2 separate regions of the Drosophila melanogaster genome follow, and region 1 is linked to region 2. A link is a contact called in public Hi-C data. All regions are on one chromosome and are shown on one strand. The core of a region is the stretch at or near the end of the contact, and the rest is flanking DNA. Distances in the headings are between cores, read along the strand shown.

Region 1 (2,700 bases), core at 18-2,517, 57 kb after region 2:
TCATGGGAAATCTATTTAGGTGTAAAATTAAGTTAAGTGTAAGTTCAAAAGTATTTCATTCCCTTGGATATTCCCTTCAGTAGGGTGCATGTTATAAAATGATTGGGTCCCATTTTTTTCAAAAATCCCTAATATTTAGTTTCGTTTGGAGATATATAGTATTTTTTGAATCATAAATGATTAAGCTTTGGTATTTATTGTCCTTTTAACGGCCTAGCCGGTGGATTTGCAAATAGGAAAATAAATATAAAAAACAAATTGGCGGGAAACCATCTCATTACTAAGGTGAGCAAATTAACCTTTTTTTTACATTATCAAATGTTCAAAGTAGCGGTGGTTACCGAAATATGAATCAATATTAATATCAATGTTCTTTCTGAAAAAGAGACCCAGCTAGATTCTAAATAAATGGTTGAGTTGAGTATTCAGGGGCATGAGCCAGGTACAGTTGGCCTGGGGCCGTACCTCAAAGTCCAACTGGAACGAGGCCTCCACGGTGGAGGTGTCGATGCTTCCGTAGATGAACTCCGGCGGATTCATGCCGGCGTTGGCGCGCTCGTACAGGCGTGCTCTCTTCGGCTGGGTGGTGCTGTAAGCGTCGTTCATCATCATTACGGAGAGCCGCTTGCGCTGGGCCACCTTGTTGACCTCGTGATCGCTGCAGCGCGGGTGGATGTGGGCCAGAACGACGTCCACGACGACGTGGCGCGTCTTGTCCAGCGGATCGGGCAGCATGGTGCAGATGCGGGACTTGCAGGGAGTGGACTTGTCCTTGCGCCTGTTGCACAGCCATCGGTAGGTGTTATTCCGCCCGATGCGATCGAAGTGGTACAGATAGTCGTCCACGCAGAGCATATCCACGCCCTTGGCGGAGCGCACCACGGACACCTTGGTCAGGTCCATGCCGTGCTCCTCGACGGGCGTCTCCATTTTTGAATTGGTGCGCTGTTTGGCCCGAGCCCGGAATTCAGCGTTTTTCGATTTGCCCTCGAAAAGTGTTTTGTATCGTAAATTAGGCGATTTTTTTAGTGGCTGGCTGCCTGGGATTTGTTGGTTGGGATTTTTGGTGGTATTTCGTCAGCTCACTATTTGCGCGCCTTTTTGCAAACGCCGGCCATTTACCCAAACGCACTGATTTATTGCAGTTTGATGCACTAAAAGGGTTTATATTTGGTTTTTATCACTCGATTTTAATTGCACAAGCACATTTTCTTTTGCGACGCGTCGAAAAATGCTTTTGTGTGGGATACGAGGGCTGCGAGCTATGCGGTGGCGTTGCCACTTATCAAAATCGGTTATTTTTGTGACGTTCAAAAATTGTAAATATTGATGTTTATTATTCACTTACAGTTTGGTGAGATTTTTCCCGTTGGATTCCCAGGACGAGGAGAGCGTGGGCGATCTTCTGCTACAAATTGACAGTATCTTGCAGTACGGCGAGGATGCAGACGTGAACGTTAAGGACTTTGATGAACCGGAGGAAGGGGATCAGGATTGAAAAAAATCAATTTTTCATATTGCTTAAGAAAATGTACAATATTTTATTTTTAATAAAAAATTAAATCTAATCAAAATGCATGTCTAGCACCATCCCTGACCGCAGAGTTGCCACTGGTACAGTGTTGGACAACTGCTGCCGTAATTTTAAATTCCCCTACGCGTACGGCGTCTAAACAAAACTGCGATTCTAAGAACGAATATAAAAGCATGCAGGAGGCTGGCGAAAGTCCTGTTGGAATGCCTCTGAGCCAGGAGGCCATCGCACAGCGTCTCGCGGCGCTTAGTCGTTGGCAGGACGAGCAGAAGCGGCTGCTGCAGGAGCGGCAGTCCAATCACCGCGTTTTGCTCGGCTTGGAGCAACGTAATATGTACAAAATGCTGGGACTGCTACACCAGGAAACGGAAAGCCATGAAAACAGTGTGCTGGAGGAGTGGGACGAGGAGCACTCTATACAAATGCCGCGACTCGCGGCGGATCCGGACGAGCACGAGCCAGAGATTTCAATGGCTGATCCCCAGCCGGCCAAGCCTAAACGCCCTTTTCTGCGTCGCGGCGAAGGTCTAAAGCAGCGGTTCAAGATCAATCCCGACCAGCTGCGCCTGGAAAACCTGCCGCGATACAAGTTCGCTAATGCCCACCCTCAGTTCCGCACGCCTCAAATGAAAAAGGGTATTCTCAAGAAGCAAGTCAAGTCACCTCCCAATCCTGCGCCTCCACCAGCTCCCAAACCCTCAGCACAGCTCGACGATCTCAACGAGCAGCGCTTTCAGCAGATGCTTATCGGCAAGAACGCCTGCAGTTCCACTCCAGATCTAAAGTCTTCCTATGCGTCCTCCACAACCGCCTCGAGCACCTCGCCCAGAGTTCGTTTTGTAGAGCAGAAGAGCAGGGCGGGACAAACCACTCATGCCGATGATGAAGCCTCCTCGGAAGCTAGTCCCATGACAGGAGTTTGCTGGGCCAAGGTGCTGGACACACAGAGTATAAAGCCAGCGCAAATCCAAAGACGCTCTGCTCAAATCCGAGTGGAAGATGACAGCAATGTAAGCATATTCGAGCTGCTCGAGCAGAAGGCCACTGAGGGAAACATTGATATGAACTCCAGCTGCATTCGAACCTTTATGGCGCGCAAAGATCAGCGTCGCCGAGTAGCTGATGACTCCGATCACATTGTAGTCACACAGCAGGTGCGTCAGATG
Region 2 (2,700 bases), core at 170-2,669:
ATCATGCAATAGCAACCCAAATAAGTTTAATAAGCATTTAATATTAAACCACATCGCTTGTTGTGCTCTGGGATATTACAGGAGTGTTTTCAATATATATTTGTTCTATGGGCTTTACAAACAATATAACTTAAGGTATATGACTGAAAACGATAAACCAACACATTTTAAACATAAAATACACTTGAAAAAACAATATTAAACATTTTTCGTGTTATGATTTAGAAAACAAGTTTAGTCCAAGCCCGATCTAAGTCTCCTGTGGATCCAGATGACGCGCTAATTAGATTTTGGGCGTGGAACAGCGTATTTCGAGCAAATACCTTGCAACTGACTTTATAGAGGAGTGAAAACTGGCATTCGGGGCCTTACACCAGTGGTGCGTTTTGAAATCAGTGTTCAGCACTACCTGCATAATCAGATATCCGTTGATTTCGCGGGCTACTAAGTCGTTGCTGTCATTTTAACGGGGAACCTTTTACTCTGGCTGTTGGACTCCACATAGTTGGACTCCATTGCTTATTCTAGCTTGCTTTTAGGATTCCTTGAAACGTCGCAGTTTGTTGTGGGTGAAAAGTGAAGTTCCTCAGCCACGACATCGGAAGACAGTTTTCGTAAATGCGGAATCACCCAGTGCAGCGTGGGTTTTGTGACGGCTTCCAACTCCCTTGCAGAGTTCTCGAAGTTCGGCAAGAAACTAATCACGGCCATTACATTACTCCTTAATCGTGCTGGACATCTTTAAACGTCCCAATTATTCTGTTCAATGGCGTGCAATTTACAGATCGCGACAAACGGATGGCTTCCAAATGTTCTACTCACTTTTCATATAGAAATTGCAGCCCTGATCAACTGTGTACCGTAGCACAGTGAACCTGGTTTTCAAACGCAGTTTTGAAGCTCTCGTCATATTCCGTAACAATCACTGGAGCATCCCCGTTTAAGTTGAAACTTTCAAGAGTTTGGGCTACTATGTTCCGTTTGGCTCTATCTGAGGATTTTAGCCAAATAAAAAGGGAACCTTTCTGACGCACCTCTGCGAATAGTTGAAACGCTGAGAAAGCGGTTAATAGCTGCAGATTCTTGAATATAGTGCACGGTGAGAACGAAGTGGTTTTCCAGGAATTGATAACAGGTGACACGGATAAGCACTATATGGTGTGTCGCACAGCGAGCGGACGGTCGATGTGTGCTGCAAGGATAAGTCATTAAAGTCAATAAGCAGACTGGTGAAGATGCAACTTCTTACGAAGAAGTTAACGGCCTGAGAAGGGCACGAGCAGGATTTCTGTGGCCAGCAATTCATTATACATATACCTCGGGTTCGGGTTCAAGGACTTCAAAGCTAAGTTCATGCCATATTTCAACTTCTAGAAGCAAATCCATCGAGGACTTGTTTTTAAATCAAAACAAAAACATTTATTTTTAGAGATGGGATTATTGCGATTACATTATTCAGTATGTGATTACAGTATTCACGAATAGTTCTCAGTCACTGAGAGATATTTTGAATTTCTGTCACGGGACAAAGGTTACTGGGTAAATTTCGCATTAATAAAAAAAGTATATAATCAAATTAACTAATACTTTACGCTTAATAAATTTTATACAAATTCACTGATTAGTTTATGTTGTTAATTTCATTTTTAGTTCTTGACAATGCTATCGTGAGAAAAATCATGCCCGTTGCTGGATTTGAAACGAGTTCCGAAACTGTAAAGTTTCCTGGAATCAGTTCATCGTCAAAACACTGCATTTGATTTCCAAACGAATTTTACCGACTCGGGCTTAAGTACTTTTCAAAATACACGAGATAATCGAATTAAAACTCGAACCATGACAATAAACAAGGAAACGGGAACCGATCCCGATCCTGGATATAAGCCTACGTTACGCAGTCAAGATAAGGCCGCGTAAGTATTTCTCATGAGGATTCGATTGCCATTACTCCTGGACGTTCTCGTTAACTCAACAGCCTGAAGGAACTGCTGCACACGCGTCTTGTGGAGTGCGGATGGCACAAGGACATTAAGGAAATGATACGAAACATCATCATGGAGCGCGGAGTGGACAATATAAACCGCGACCAACTGGCTGCCCAAATAGTCCCGCAAGTAGGTTCATGTCCACTATTTTTTTTTTTGTTTTTGGCGCACTCTATCAATCAATTGAAATCTTAACAGGCTCGCGCTTTGGTGCCTGAAGTCGTCAAAAATGAGATGATGCTGCGCGTGCACGCCGCCCTCGATAAGTAGTGACTGCCCATCGGTTCCATCCTTAACCTTAACCTTAAAAAATCACGTGTTCTAAATTCTAGCACGTGTTTGTGGTTTATTATCGAATTTAAGTAGATATTTACATACTTATGCTAGCTATGAATTGCGGCATTAGTTATACAATACGCATATAATAAATAAACAATAAACAACTACAATTAGTTAGAATAGGTTGTCGCTATGTTCATGGTGTGGCTACTCGATTGGCTAAACAAAATTTGTGGTGGTTCTGTTGGAGGAAACTAGGAACGCGGTCGGGCTCTGTTTGTATGTATTTCTTCTATTATGCTACAAATAATAAGGCTAAACCGTTAATGTTTTACGTTTACTTATTCAATAACGAGTCGATTGAAAAGTCTTTGAATTTGGCGTTGGAATCATCGTTGAACATCTGCGGCTGCTGCAGTTGCTCCTCCTGTTGCTT

Evidence for each region. Hi-C and Micro-C count contacts between places; a contact is called where the count stands out from the background.
Region 1: a contact with region 2 is called in a Hi-C map of the Kc167 cell line, with 1.8 times the contacts expected there. A contact is called at or near these places in 13 of 107 Hi-C or Micro-C datasets (the D17-c3 cell line, the Kc167 cell line, the ML-DmBG3-c2 cell line and 5 more).

The regions. Positions count from the first base shown.
Region 1 is chr3R:7,149,701-7,152,400 of dm6, forward strand. gfzf (GST-containing FLYWCH zinc-finger protein) reads right to left here and starts at 1,268. Exons shown (of 4, transcript NM_001014610.2): 1 at 466-1,268. The coding sequence starts at 930. CG2656 reads left to right here. Exons shown (of 3, transcript NM_141442.3): 3 at 1,351-1,570. The coding sequence ends at 1,498. Sas-4 (Spindle assembly abnormal 4) reads left to right here and starts at 1,667. Exons shown (of 2, transcript NM_141444.2): 1 at 1,667-2,700. The coding sequence starts at 1,708.
Region 2 is chr3R:7,092,288-7,094,987 of dm6, forward strand. It overlaps lncRNA:CR43685 (long non-coding RNA:CR43685), which reads right to left and starts at 1,420. Exons shown (of 3, transcript NR_073989.1): 1 at 1,250-1,420; 2 at 823-1,192; 3 at 60-759. e(y)2b (enhancer of yellow 2b) reads left to right here and starts at 1,648. Exons shown (of 3, transcript NM_001300275.1): 1 at 1,648-1,913; 2 at 1,976-2,114; 3 at 2,184-2,440. The coding sequence starts at 1,837. The coding sequence ends at 2,255. It also overlaps a transcript of Alh not described here.